Linked DNA regions of Mus musculus: region 1 is linked to region 2. A link is a contact called in public HiChIP or PLAC-seq data. All regions are on one chromosome and are shown on one strand. The core of a region is the stretch at or near the end of the contact, and the rest is flanking DNA. Distances in the headings are between cores, read along the strand shown. Region 1 holds the start of Poldip2 (polymerase (DNA-directed), delta interacting protein 2). Region 2 holds the start of Slc13a2 (solute carrier family 13 (sodium-dependent dicarboxylate transporter), member 2).

Region 1 (6,999 bases), core at 1,399-3,898, 90 kb before region 2:
AGGCTGACCCCAACCTTTCAGATCACCTTTGGCCTCCAGGGAACTTTCCTTGCCCTGCCCTCCTCTTACTGCAGCGCAGAGCCACTGATTATAACTGTCTGCTTTAAGGATTTGTTTTACTTTAGTTATATGTGTGGATCTGTATCTGGGTACCATGCACTTGAGTGCAGGGACCCAAGGAAGTCAGAGGCATTGGGTTACCTGGGGCTATGTGACTCTGGAGTCAGTTCTGTCCTCACCTTTACTTCTAGGCTTCCTCAGCAAGTGCCTTGACCAGTCGAGCCACATCGCCTGCTTCTTACTGTGTTTTAAGAGTATCACTACACTAGACCTCCAACTTGAAGTGATCCTTCTGCCCCTGCTTCTGGAGTGCTGGGATTTGATGCTATTATACACATATCTCCAGAAATCCATCTTTAACAAGTTTTGTGACTCTAGTGCACATGCATTCACACGTAAGAATACATACTATCAGTTGTTCTTTGATCTCCATGCCTGGGCGCATGCACACACGCACGTGTACACACATACCCATTCTAAATAAATCAATGTAAAAAAAAAAAACAAAAACAACCTTTTTTTTCTTAATTTGTGATTCTGAGCTGAACATGGTTACACACATCTGTAACACAAGTATTCCATAAGGGAACGAGTTTGCAATGTCAAGGTCACCGTGGGTTACAGAATGAGTCAAGGCTAAACTAAGCTACACAGAAGACTCTGCCTCAAAACAAGTCCAAAATTTATCTTGGTCAAAATGAAGATGGATTGAAACTTGGGGTGTAGCTCAGCAGATGGCATCTGTCTCTAAGACCGGTGGGCAAAGAGATGAAGAATGAAAAGATACAAATACCGCTGAGATTCAATATTCTGACCAAACTTAGCTGCATTCAGAAACAGAATAGTCCATGAAAATGAGAGGAGACCTAGCACAGTACCTACCTGCCCAGTCTCATATTTTCCATTTTGTTTTGGCACCTCAAACACACCAACTGTCTCCAGCACTTTGCCCTCTGCACGGTTCCTGAGTGGGAAGGAAAAGAACAAGCAAGTGAGACCCTGAGAAGACAGCAGTCCTTCGCCAGGAAAAATCAGACACGTGAACAAAGAAAGCCCCCTAGTACTCTGCAGGGTCAGGGCAATGACAGCCAAGGCCCAGGATGCTGCTTTTCCTCATTTAAGATCCAGCCATGGGCATCTACATGGTGAAGGTCTCCCAGTCTTCCAGGGTTTTGTGTGACTACTCCAAACTTACTTCCTTCTATCTTTACTTAGCATTTCCAAAGTCATTCTTATTCTTGCATATCCTGTTTCAATGCACACCTTCACCCACCCTCCGGGTCTTCCCCCCCCCCCACATGTTAACCATCCTTCCAACTTTGCATTTCAGTTCCTGGTATGCATGCCTTGAGTCCATTAAGGACCTGAGAGACATGCCTAGTGTGTAAGAGGTGCTCAAAAAGCATTTGTTCTGAGGCAAGCAGTTCTTCTGTCTCTACTTTTACCCACTGCTGCTTGGCAGTATACTCACTAAGCCTGGCATTTGCTACTTGGAAGAATTGTTCTGAACCAAAAATGGTTCCACACATCGGTAATCCCAGGGCTCTTAAGGCTAAGGCTGGAAAATAACAGGTTCTGGGCCCATCTGGCTACACAGCATGATTCTCCCAATCCTACACATTCAACTGTGCTGTAAATTCTAAGTCTTTACCCTGACCTCAGGACCTAGCATTTCTAGATTCTCAAAGGTACCCCACACAGTACACTTAGCACTGCCGTGTCTCCACCCAGTGTCTTTTCACATTTACTTGTCTTAAATAGCAAATACCTCCCTTAACCACTATCAGGTCATTTCCATCAACTTATCCTTTTAAATAGGATTAATTTTGCTATGGATCCATCAAAGCACTGTAATGTTACTTTGGAAATGTTAACTTCATAGCCAACTTTTCAATCCTGTCTGATCCCTACAAGGCTTTGTTTACACCGCCCCCCCCCCCCCGAGCCTCAACCCCTATTTCCCAAGTCACATGGGCAAAATCAGTCTCCCCAAGGTCACATGGAAACAGGACCCACAAAGGTAGACACTTAAATCGACTTGTTTCCCACAGAATAGCATATTTCTGAGAGTCACTGACCCAAAAGGGCCCGGGGATCCCTGTAGTTGTATTAAATGGCAGCCCACTCCAGGTGCCGGGGACCCCAGCCTGGGAGGCAGGATTCGCCTAAGAAGCGTTACTTGTTCTCCCTCGGAGCTGCCCTGCACTGCCAGGGCCCTGGGCAGTGCTCCCTTCTTTGCTCTTGGCACATGTCCCAAGCAGCCCGTGTCGGCTCTCTCCTCGGGACCCTTTCTCAGGTGGCACTCCGGCTGCCCAAACAGAGTCAGGCCTCCTGGCTTCCTTAGTAGCTAGGTAGAAAACGCTCCCTAGATTCTGGGCCCGGCTCCCTGGCCCCCTCTCTCCGTCCCTCACCGGGACGACAGATGCCTTCGGGTCGTCGCTGTGGCCACCGGCGGAAGGCCCCCTGCTCCACCGACCGCACACAGTGGCCTCGACCCTCGGGTCGTGGCCAGCGACCGAGACCACCAGCGGCTGCCCACTGCTAGGGCCCGTCGGGCCACACAACCAGCCATGTCCCGCCCGAGCGCCCGCTCGGCTGCTGACACAGGGCCCGACCCGCGGCGGGGCGCCGTCCCGCCCCCGCCCCACACTGCCCCGCGCCTAAGCCCCTCCCCTCGGGCCCGCCCCCCGCGGCCGCGTGGGCTCCTCCAGCTACATCCGGCGCCTGTGAGCGGAAGTCCGAGTTTGGGATCACCTGATCAGAGCGTGAGGCAGAAATGGCGTCTTCCTTGCTTGCCGGCGAACGACTGGTTCGCGCTTTGGGTCCTGGCGGAGAACTGGAACGGGAGCAGCTCCCCCGGAAGCTGCGTGCCCAGCTCGAGGCTGCTCTGGGAAAGAAACACGCGGGCAGTGATAATGCCACGGGACCCCGGCGCCTGGTTTCATTCCGTCTCATCCGAGATCTGCATCAGCACCTGAGAGAAAGAAGTGAGCGGTCCCCATTCAAGAGTCGCCGCGTTCTTTTCAGATCTAATCCCTTCTGAGGCGTATTTTCCCCCCATCACTCTCGAGTGCCTACCGAGTTCTCATATATCCAGTCCAAAAGCCTTCTCATAAACCCCAGGTTTACTACTTCCATCTTAACTTCCGTGAAAATTCTTAGTGTGTTACAAAACGTATTTTCAGATTTTGTTGAGTCCTCTTTTAGTGCCACCTAAGTCCATGTGAATTTTTTTAGGAAGTCGAGATTGTAGCCCAGTACTATCTGACAGGTTGAGTTTCTCCATTTGAGGGCCATATATCAATAGTGAGCATATCGTGTTTGGAAAAAGTGATTTTTTTTCCTTCCATCTCAAAGGTAAAGGTGCAAGCCCCAGTTTAGGGGTGAGGGTAGGGAAACGGTAACAACAACAAAAACTATTGAAAGATCTGGATTGAGTCGCATGTAGTTCTAGACATTGTAAAGAAGTCATTTCTCCTTTTCAGACCTATTTACTTATGTTAAGGTAGGGAATAGGGTAAACTGGCATGTAACTTACCTTGCCAGAGTTAACATATCCTGGCCAGAAGTGCAAAGGGTAGATGATCAACTATTTAGACTTAAGAGAATCTTAGAAAAAGATCCTCTAATACAGTGTCCGCTGAGTGTTTAGCATCACAACCCAATCCTGACTAGGACAGATCTATTATTTTCACAGAAATAACCTACCATTGGTAGTGGTGAGGTAGGGTTGGTAACGAAGACTGACAGTTAAAGTCCACTCTATGACACTAAAAAATACTTAGGTGGAATTGTCCTAAATCTTTCCTAGTTGAAAGTTATCTTGAGTAAAATGAAAAATAATTGAATAAACACAAGGAGAGAAAGAAAATGATCACAAGGTTGGGCATGGCACGTACCTGAAACCCAAGGGGCTGAGGCAGTAAGATTGTGAGTTGTCTAGATGAAGTACATGAGAATTCAAGAGACAGCTAGGTGTATCTAAATGAACTTAAGGTTAGACTGGTTTCATAATGAGTTCTGAGCCAGCCTGGTCTACATGATATGTGTATGTATATACATATATCAGCCTTGTCTCAACAATATATCTATATATGAGAGAAAGAAGTGAGCGGTCCCCAATCAAGAGTCGCCGCGTTCTTTTCAGATCTAATCCTTTCTGAGGCGTATTTTCCCCCATATCACTCTCCAGTGCCTACCGAGTTCTCATATATCCAGTCCAAAAGCCTTCTCATAAACCCCAGGTTTACTACTTCCATCTTAACTTCAGTGAAATATGATATATATATATATATATATATACGAGTTATATATGAAATATATGAGTTAAATATGAAATATATATGAGTTTACAGGGATGGCCGTGTTTTATTTGGGTAAAAATTAGGGCTACCCACTTCTGTCATCTTAGCTTTCCAGCCTCAGCTGCACGTGTCATTATGTGGAACCTTATTCTTTCCAGATTCCAGGCTGTATCTTCATGAACTCCTAGAAGGCAGTGACATCTACTTTCCAGAGATTGTGAAGCCTCCCCGGGTATGTAACAGAAATTTGTGAGAGTTGGGTACAGGTTTTATTAATCAGCTTTTGGGTTTGAAATCTTATATTTTAATTCTTTGGAAAAGCTGAGCTGTGGCTCAGTGGGATAGTACTTGACAAGGCCCTAGCACCAATAAATACATAAAATTTGGGGGCCAGTGAAATACCTCAATGAGTGGGGGCACTTGCTACCAAGCATGGCAGGCAACCTGGGTTCTGTCCTTAGGACCCCCATGGTGGAGGGAAAGGCTGACTCCCAAAGGTTATCTCTTCCCTGCACACATGTACTGCTGCTCGGGTTTATGTGCATGTACAAAGGATTTAAAAAAACAAAACCAAAAGCTGTTGGGAGTCTAAGATCAGGGAGAGAAACCTCTCTGACGGCTTTGGAAAACTGAGACTCAGTGAACCATTTTCCAAAGCAGTGCAAGCATAACAGGTGTGCGGTGTCCCAGCACCATTAGGAGTACAGTGGTCTTTGGAAACATGTAAAAGAATATCATTCTTCTCACGTGCTTATTTTTGTTTAGAATCCAGAGCTAGTTGCCCGGCTAGAGAAGATTAAGATACAGCTAGCCAATGAGGAGTATAAGCGGATCACTCGCAATGTCACTTGTCAGGTAAGGGCCTACTGCTCGAAAAAATGTTCGAAAAAGGCCTAATGTTCGAAAAAAACGGCGAGGGTAGTGTAATGGCACACACCTTTAATCCCAGTACTTCTGATGCAGGGGCAAATGAATTTGAGACCAACCAGAACTATATAGTGAGACACTGTCTCAAAAAAGAAAAGAAAAATATGGGAATTCAAACTTAGTCTATACACTGTTGTAGAACTGTAAGGCCTATGTTCCATGTGGACCAAGGCGAGTCTTCAGTGTATTCACTGAGACTCTGGCCTTAGATAGTGACTGAATTTTTTTTTTTTTTAATGTTTGTTTGTTATGTATGCAGTGTTCTGTCTGCATGTATGCCTGCATGCCAGAAGAGGGCACCAGATCCCACTATAGATGGCTCTGAGCCACCTCTCCAGCCCTGGTGGCTCATTCTTTTTTTTTTTTTTTTTTAAGATTTATTTATTATTATATCTAAGTACACTGTATCTGTCTCCAGACACACCAGAAGAGGGCGTCAGACCTCATTACGAATGGTTGTGAGCCACCATGTGGTTGCTGGGATTTGAACTCGGGACCTTCGGAAGAGCAGTTGGTGCTCTTAACCACTGAGCCATGTCTCCAGCCCCCTGGTGACTCATTCTTAAATGTCATAGAAATGGATATGAGCCGTAGAGCTTTCTTCTTTATTCAAGGAAGGGTTTCTGTAGCCCAGGCAGCCTCCCAAATACTAGGATCACAGGTGTGCCTGTAGCCTCTCTTTCCCGACAGGACTTCTTTGGCATGTTTTTGCGATAACATAGGAAGGTTGATGGGTCCTAGGAGCCTGGATCCTCCTCTTTATGATCTAAAAGGCATCATACAAGTCCCAGGCTAAAGAACCCAAGGAAGGGAGAGCTGATGTGTTGAGAAATAGAAAGGACTGAGGCTGAACTGGTAAAGGGGACCTGAACTGCTCATTCTGAAATTATCTGTTTTGTTGTTGTTTTATTTTGTTTTGTGTTTTGTTTGTTTGTTTATTTACTTACTTTTTCCCAGGATGCACAGTGTGGGGGGACTCTCAGTGACCTGGGAAAGCAAGGTAAGGTGCTGAGAATGGGAGCCCAGGCTGCTCAAACCTCTCCCTGGGGTTGGTCATGGCCATCCTTCCTACCACACGCACTATTATGAGATGAAGTGTAAGACGTTCGTTCAGACTTGGTCTCTGAAGAGAACACACCAGATAGGGGAGGCAGCTCTGAGGTAATCTGTCCTCCCTGAGAATGCTGGCCTAAATGCTTCCTCTCTGAACTGTTCCCAAAGTGAGGTCAGTGAAGGCTCTGGTCGTCACCATCTTCAACTTCATTATCACAGTGGCAGCTGCCTTTGTCTGCACTTACCTAGGAAGCCAGTATGTCTTCACAGAAATGGCCTCGGTGAGTAGGCACAGGGCAGGACAGAGTGCCCTTGTTGGGTTAATGGGAAAGGGAGGGTGTATGTGGAACCGCACAGGTTAATCAGTTGTATATATTTATGCAATCAACATGGACACATTTAGGTTCCCAGTAATCATGGGGGTGGGTAGCAATCCCAAGAGCCTCCTTTCCTCTACAACTTAAGGCAATAGTTCTCAACCTTCCTAATGCTGTGACCCCTTAATACAGTTCTTCATGTTGTGGTGACCCCCAACCATAAAATTATTTTTCTTGCTACTTCGTAGCTGTAATTTTGCTATTGCAAATCACAATGTAAATCTCTATATGCAGGATATCTGATTTGTGACCACTGTGAAAGGGTCATTTGACCCTCA
Region 2 (7,460 bases), core at 4,242-6,741:
ACTCTAACCCCAGATATTCAGGAGGCAGAAGCAGAAGGATTGAAAGCTCACACCCTACCAAGGCCACAGAGTGAGCTCAAGGCAATACTGACCAATGTAGTGCTGGGGAGGCTGGTTTAGCTCCATCAATGGTTTCCAGGAGTAACAGGAAACACGGAACATTTACTTCTGGCCTCTACACAAACACATGAAAAGGAGCCGCTCACCTCCTGGCAATGTGGAGGGATTCTTGAGGTGTTTGTATGTAGATGAGCCTCGAGTCGCTTTGAGGAATGAACCCAGGCTCACTGTGTGGCTTCCAGAAATTACTTCCTCACTTCGCATAAGGATCTTAATGGAGGCAAAGAACCATTCACTTCTTTTTTTCTATCATATGACCAAAATTCCCACATACCCTTCCTACAATCCAGAATATGCTAGAAAGAGGGCTTAGTTCTCCATCTTGAACCTGAGGGGTTATCTCGTGGAAGTGCTATCTATGTGGCTGTCATCCCCACTCACACAGTCAACACCTATCTGCTGGGTACCAGCTCTCGGTGAAGCGTGGTCCAGTAGAAGATTGTGAAGCGTGGTCCAGTAGAAGATTCTCAGCGTACAAGAGAATGCGCAGAGCAGTGTGATACTGGCCTTAAAAGAGGTGATCTAGGGCACTGAGCAGCAGGGCCTCAACCCAGTCTGGGCTGACTGACCGCTCACAAAGCAAGTCTTTACCTCAGTCTTGAAAGATCAACAAGACAGAACCAGTAAAGTAGGGGGGGAGGAGACACAGACAATGTCCCTAAGCCACCGAACAGCATGGGAACTTCCTGGAGACTAGAAAATACAGAGCCCAAAGGAGGCATCTGAAAACAGAATCTGGTTTATGGAGTGAGAGGCAGGAATGATGTGGACCAAGCCAAGGAGGAAAGCAAGCAGTGAGCCCCGTAGGCCTATTTAATCACCATCTAAGCACCTTGTCCCGTGTGGGGTGGGAGTGGATGTGAATTTGTATAAACTAAGTTGTGTGGACCCAGTAGGGGAGGCAGTAGAAGATGAGAGGAAGCTGGAGGGTTTTCCAGGCTGTAAGCAGGGCACCCAACCTTCTGCTCACTCTCCCTACCGTCTCAGGGGAAGGAGAAGCTGGTCCCTGGGAAGGAAGGTGCTTCTTTGATGAGGAAGTAGTTTTCTTTATCTATCTATCTATCTATCTATCTATCTATCTATCTATCTATCTATCTATCTATCTTTAAGATTTATTTATTTTATCAATGTGAGTACACTGTCGTTCTCTTCAGATGCACCAGAAGAGGGCATTGGAGATGGTTGTGAGCCACCATGTGGTTGCTGGGAATTGAACTCAGGACCTCTGGAAGAGCAGTCAGTGCTCTTAACCACTGAGCCATCTCTCCAGTCCAAGGAAGTGGTTTTCTTGATGACAGCCTATGTGCCTTTCCAGTCTCCCCGATCTGTGGTCTGTTCTTGGCCCTTGAGAACATCCTTACCTTCTTCTTCAAAGATTTGATGACTTTATCTGCCCTTCTCTCCTCCGGGATGGACAGTTTCACAGCTTACAAATCATTCCAGGTACTGGTATATCTAGCCTTCCCTACCATTGTTGGGACTGCACTGGGGCCTCTGAAAGCCTCCCCGCCAATCTATCCAGGCATGAACTTGCCAAGAGCCACCTTTGCCCACCCCTACAAGCCCAGATCTACTTCCAGTGTACCAGCCATTTGCTTCTGAGGACAAGCTGCGTCTTGCAGTCTGTGTATGTCTCCTAACCCCCTAGACTCTCAGCTGTCTCTGATGGCCCTCTCCAGGAAGCTCTATAGACAAAGCACAAGGCAGGAATGTCCTGGGTCTGACATTCCTCTGAGATAGGACCCAAGGCTGTATATCTCAGGTAAGGCCTCAGCAAAGACTGTAGGAAGGCTGCTTTCCTGCTTGCACTGTTTGCAGTCCATCAGGAGTCATGCACTATTTACTGAAGGAGGCCATGGGGTAGGGCTGGGAAAAATGAACAAGGCCTTGCAGAGTAGGACACTGGCTTGGTTGCTGGGCAGGGAGTAAGTTCTTGCAATGTGTGTGGCAGCTAGAAGCTTCCCGTTAGCCTTGGGACTCTGATTTTGAAATAAATTAATAATGGGGTTGGGTTGCCTGTATGCTGCTGATCCAATCATTTGTCCAGCACTGAATTTCAGCATCAGGGATGGGACTAGAGAGACGGCTCAGTAGTTAAGAGCACCGGCGGCTCTTGCAGAGGGCCTGGATTCAGTTCACAACCATCCATAACTCCAGTTCCAGGGAACCTGATGCTCTTGTCTGACCTCCACAAGCACCGTGAACTTAGTACACAGAAATACACCCTGCAAAACCCTCATACTCGTGAAATAAATAAGTCTAAAATAAATTTGTTTTTAAAAGAACAGCAGCCGGGCAATGGTGGTGCACGCCTTTAATCCCAGCACTTGGGAGGCAGAGGCAGGCAGATTTCTGAGTTCAAAGCCAGCTTGGTCTACAGAGTGGGACCAGGCTATACAGAGAAACCCTGTCTTGAAAAACCAAAAAAAGAAAAAAAGAAAAAAAAGAACAGCAGCAGCAAAGCTGGGGAGATGGCAAGATGGCTTCGCTGATAAACTGCTTGCCACAAAACCATGAAGACTTGAGTTCAACCCTGGCACCCATGTAAATTATCATCATCATCATCGTCATCGTCGTCACCATCATCTGAATTCAACAGGAGGCCTCTATAACCCCAGTCCCAGCATTGCAGGTAGAGATAGGAGGACCTCGGGGACCCACTGGCCAGCTAGACTAGCTGAATAGTGAGCTCTAGACTGTCTCTAAAACCAAGATGGACAGCTGCTAAGGAATGACATCTTATGTTGATCTCTGTTCACATGTGTGTGAGCACTCACATCTACCTTTACATGTATATATGCACATGTACACACATGCACGTATAAACACACACACACACTCGCACACACACACACATACACACCAAAAGAAAATGAGGTGGAGTAGGAGGAGGAGGAGAAGGCAGAGGATCAACCAAGGCCAGCAAAGTCCATGGCACAGAAGAGGATTATTGGCAGCAGCCAGAAAACAGTAGCCAGCTATTTTGGAAATGCTGAGTTTTGTCCCAGCTTTACCAAAGTAGTCCAGAGCAATGGAGGGTGAGCCAAGGGCAGTACTGGAAATGAGCCCAGCTTCACAGATTCACGTGCTATGACAAGCCATGCCTGTGCTCTATGCTTTAGGAGTGTGGAGGAGAATCGGGATGTGGTTTATAAGCAGTAAATGTTGCTCTTGGGGGAAGAGAATCCAGCCTGGTGGCAGCAGTGGCTCCTCCAGAGCCCTGGGCCATGGGAGAGGCTTTCTTCTAGAGAAACTAGAATTGGGTATTGTCCTGTGTGTCTGAAACTCTTTGTCTTCCATCTTCCTGCCTCTTGCTCACTTCAGTAGCTCTGTGGGAGTAAAGGCTGGGAGCTGCCTGCTGTTTGTTTAACTTCCCATCCTGTCTGGCTCTGCCACCTAGACCCATGCACACGGCTGCAACCATTCTGCAAAGCGTTGAGGGTCTCTCACTCAGACCCCTCACTGGAGCCAGGAGTGCGTGGGTGTCCTAACAGCCTGACAAGGTGAGTGACAGCTGTCAGTCCTATCCTGGGAGGGGCAGCTTCCAACCAAGGAGCCTTTCTGTTTGTTTGTTTGTTTGTTTGTTTGTTTTGTTTTGTTTTGTTTTTCGAGACAGGGTTTCTCTGGATAGCCCTGGCTGTCCTGGAACTCACTCTGTAGACCAGGCTGGCCTCGAACTCAGAAATCCGCCTGCCTCTGCCTCCCAAGTGCTGGGATTAAAGGCGTGCACCACCACGCCCGGCTCCAAGGAGCCTTTCTGTCCTCAGCCCTATACATCTTTGTCAGACTGTGTTCCCACCTGAAAGGTCTCTCTGGCACCCTTCCTTCTTACCCTGGCACCCACAGATCACACTGTGATAATATCAGAGACACCCATCAAACACCTGCTGCATTCAGTATAGGGCCAGGAGGGGCAAGAGCACCTGAGAGACTGTTTCCAAGTAGGTACTCCAAGCTGGGTGTGGTGGCGCACGCCTTTAATCCCAGCACAGCAGAGGCAGGCAGATTTCTAAGTTTGAGGCCAGCCTGGTCTACAGAGTGAGTTCCAGGACAGCCAGGACTATACAGAGAAACCCTGTCTCAGAAAAAAAAAAAAAAAAAAAGAAAAGAAAAGAAAAGAAAAGAAAAGAAAAGAAGAGAAAAAGCCAAAAACAAAAAACAAACCAAGTAGGTATTCCACACCACACTCTGCACCCCGGTCCCCAGCAGCACATACATCAGCCTGCCCGACACCCTCTCGGTCCCACTCTGCCCTCCTCCTGCCTATGACTCCAATCTAGAGCCGGGACACACACAGGCTCTCCTCCAGGCATCTTTTTTGGGGTGTCTCCAGTGCTCTCTCCCCAAGCTTCCACCCTGGGTTGGCATCCACATCAGGGCACTCACAGAACATGTTTGAAGTCTACCCAGCTCTGTGTTCAGGTCTCAGTTTCCCCACTTGTAAAGTGGAACTGTAACACCTAGTGTTTTGTGCGGTCAATGAAACAGTACACAGTCCAGCTTGGACTAAATGCTGGGAACATCACACCCCACCTATGTATGGCCTTTTAATTTCTGTATCCTTAGCACCAAATGCTGCCCATGATTGGTGCCAAAGGTTTGTTGGGTGGATGACAGGTATGAGGAATGGCTGAGTATGTAAATAGCGTATGAAGCAATATTTGCTGTTTTTCCATGGCAGTCAAGAGGTGGGGACCAGGAAGATTCTGAAAAAAAAATAATAATCTTTATTGTCTACCTACCACACATCGATGCTCAACATATACAGGAAAGGATTACTGCAGAATGAGGAAGCGGCCAGTGGCCAGGTCAAGTCAGTGGGTCAGTCTTGTGCTAAGGGTATGAAGAACTTGTGACTTTGACAGATTCCCTGATACCTAGCAGGAGGGGGCAAGTTTGTGGTTGGCTGGCCAGTTGCCCCCAGGCCTCCCAGTAGGGATCTTGGGCTTTAAAATTCCCAAGGATGGGATGCCTGGGTAGTCAGGATAGGGGTAACGCCCAGCTCCAAGGGTCATGTGTCAACTGCTCAGCTGAGAACTTGGCTTTGGGGAAATCAAAGGCGAGAGGTGGGCTGGCCTGGAAAGAGAGCTTAGCTCCTGCTCTGCACAGCCCCGACTCCAAGTCCGGTTCCCCCGGCAGTCTCTGTGTCCAGAAGGAGTGAAATCTGGGCTGCTTTCCTCCAGTAACCCGAAGCTTTTATTTCTTGTCTTTACCCTCCCTGGCTCCCGCTAAGTCTTCCTGGTTGTTACTCCTCCCGCAGGTCCCTCCTCCTTACTCCCACCTCCTGATTCCAAAAACACTCTGATTGCCAGGGTGGGTCAATGGTTAACACTCCTCTGGCTTTATATAAGCTGCCCCAGGCCACCTGCTGTGCGCTACACCTTCAGTCTTTTTCGTAGCTCCTGGAAGCAGCTGCCGGGACAGGCTGGTCCTCACCATGGCCACCTGCTGGCAGGCACTATGGGCCTATCGCTCCTACCTGATTGTGCTATGTCTGCCCATTTTCCTGTTGCCTCTGCCACTCATTGTCCAAACTAAGGTAAGGACTGGTGGGTCTCATTCAGTATAAGTGACTCAAGGGGTGACGTCAGGGTCAAAGTGGGGCATCCTTAGGTTTTCCTTTTCACCTCCCTTCCCCAGAAAGTGAAGCCACCACCTCCTGGTCTTTCTGAGAGCCAAGGGTGGTTTCCGCAGGGCACTTTGGAGCCTGCTGGTTTGTGGTCAGAAAGCCAATTGCATAAAGGAAATGCAGCCGACAGATGAGTTTATCTGACTATTGTGTGCCCATTAGCGCTGAGCTCAGTGCCAGCCAGGGACAGGAAGAGCCAAGTGGGTAACTAGCTTTTGAGAGGATAAGTAGGAGAGAGCTGGCCTCAGGCAGCTGTGCCCTCGAAGATAAAACTAAGATAAATGACTCACCTGCAGTCTCACGGGTGGCCACTGAGGGGGACCCCTTTCAGTGTGCACAGCCAGAGCACAAGGTGCCTGCCTCCTTCCCATCTCAAGAGGTTATTCACTTGAAACCCCACCCCCCACCCGCGCCTGTGACGGGCATCGAGGGATTCTGTGCTTCATCTTATGAGCCAGGTCCCACTGTCCCATTTTGCAGATGGGGAAAAGGAAGGTAAGTCAGTTATTCAAAGTCCCAGGACAGAACTTGGTGCCTTGGAGCTTGGTTTCTATGTCCTTTGTGGTTTCTCTGTAAGAAAATTAACATTAAATCCGGGTGTGGTGGCACACGCCTTTAAAATACCAGCACTCAGAAGCAGAGACAGGCAGATCTTTGAGTTCAAGGACAGCCCTGGCTACGTAGAGAGACCGTGTCTGGAGGAGGAGGGGCATTATATGACAAATTTAAAATTAGCTTGGAGGTCTGGAGATACAACCCAATCAATGGTAAGGTTTTTGTCTGTCTTGTGCAAGATCTGGGGTTTAATAATCCCTAGCACCATCAAAACTAACAAAAACACAGACAAAAAAAAAATCCCTAAATTTTAGCTAGGTTAGTGGTGGTGCACAACTTCAAACCCAAAATTTAGGAGGCAGAGGCAGGTGGATCCCTGTGAATTCTAGGTCATCCTGGTCTACAGAGTGAATTCCAGGACAGCTAGGGCTACATAGAGAAACCTTGTCTCGGGGGATGGGGGTGGGGGTGGGGGGAATCCCTAGATTTGAATGAAAGTATCCTAGAGCTTTGGGAAAGGAAGCTCCAAGAGGGATTCAGACCTCAGCCTCAAAGTCTAGCTGCCTCTGCAAAGGACATGGATGGGTGGGGGCAGAACTAGCGGTGTGGCTGTCTCCAAAACTGACACTGAATCTTGGCCATGGACCATCCCACGCCCCTGGTTCTGCCCAATGAGCCACTACTTGTTGCTACAGATAGGGGAAATCAATCCAGGAAGGCCTTGGGTTTGCGTTATCTCTGAGGGAGAAGGCTCAGGATACGGTCCCCAACACTTGCCCAGTGATAAGGCCAGACTGATTTTGGAGATAACCTTTCTCAGACAAGTGGCGTCTCTAAGCGGGGGATTGCTCAGATAGATTTCGGACAGGCTGGAACACGTGTGACACCACCACCATCCTGGGAGAGGCACACATAGCTCAGAAAGATTCATTGTTTTGCCCCGGGGTCACGTGGCAGAGGGAAGCTGAGTTGTTTCGAGAAAGCTGTGCCTTTTGGTGAAAGGATGGTGTGCAGTGGCGGGAGTGTGAAGCTCCAGGGTTTGCTCTGCTGTACCTGGCCCTGCCACCTGCTTCTGCTTGCCCTCTGTTGACTCAATCAACTGTCCTGAGAGGTCAGGCCCTCATTTGGACCTTGGGTTCCTATCCTACACAAGAAT

Evidence for each region. HiChIP or PLAC-seq counts read pairs in DNA pulled down with a chosen protein or histone mark.
Region 1: an H3K4me3 HiChIP or PLAC-seq map of embryonic stem cells shows a contact between it and region 2, with 16 read pairs. The contact joins the promoter of Poldip2 here to the promoter of Slc13a2 in region 2. A contact is called at or near these places in 1 of 484 Hi-C or Micro-C datasets (nephron progenitors), 4 of 115 datasets of contacts at active chromatin or transcription factors (the SCID.adh cell line and embryonic stem cells) and 3 of 9 other capture datasets (adipose tissue, liver and pancreatic islet).

Annotation. Positions count from the first base shown.
Region 1 is chr11:78,507,945-78,514,943 of GRCm38.p6, reverse strand. It overlaps Poldip2 (polymerase (DNA-directed), delta interacting protein 2), which reads right to left and starts at 2,648. Exons shown (of 11, transcript NM_026389.3): 1 at 2,472-2,648; 2 at 943-1,024. The coding sequence starts at 2,632. It overlaps Tmem199 (transmembrane protein 199), which reads left to right and starts at 2,776. Exons shown (of 6, transcript NM_199199.3): 1 at 2,776-3,047; 2 at 4,523-4,596; 3 at 5,130-5,219; 4 at 6,249-6,291; 5 at 6,513-6,625. The coding sequence starts at 2,837.
Region 2 is chr11:78,420,265-78,427,724 of GRCm38.p6, reverse strand. It overlaps Slc13a2 (solute carrier family 13 (sodium-dependent dicarboxylate transporter), member 2), which reads left to right and starts at 5,491. Exons shown (of 12, transcript NM_022411.4): 1 at 5,491-5,659. The coding sequence starts at 5,558.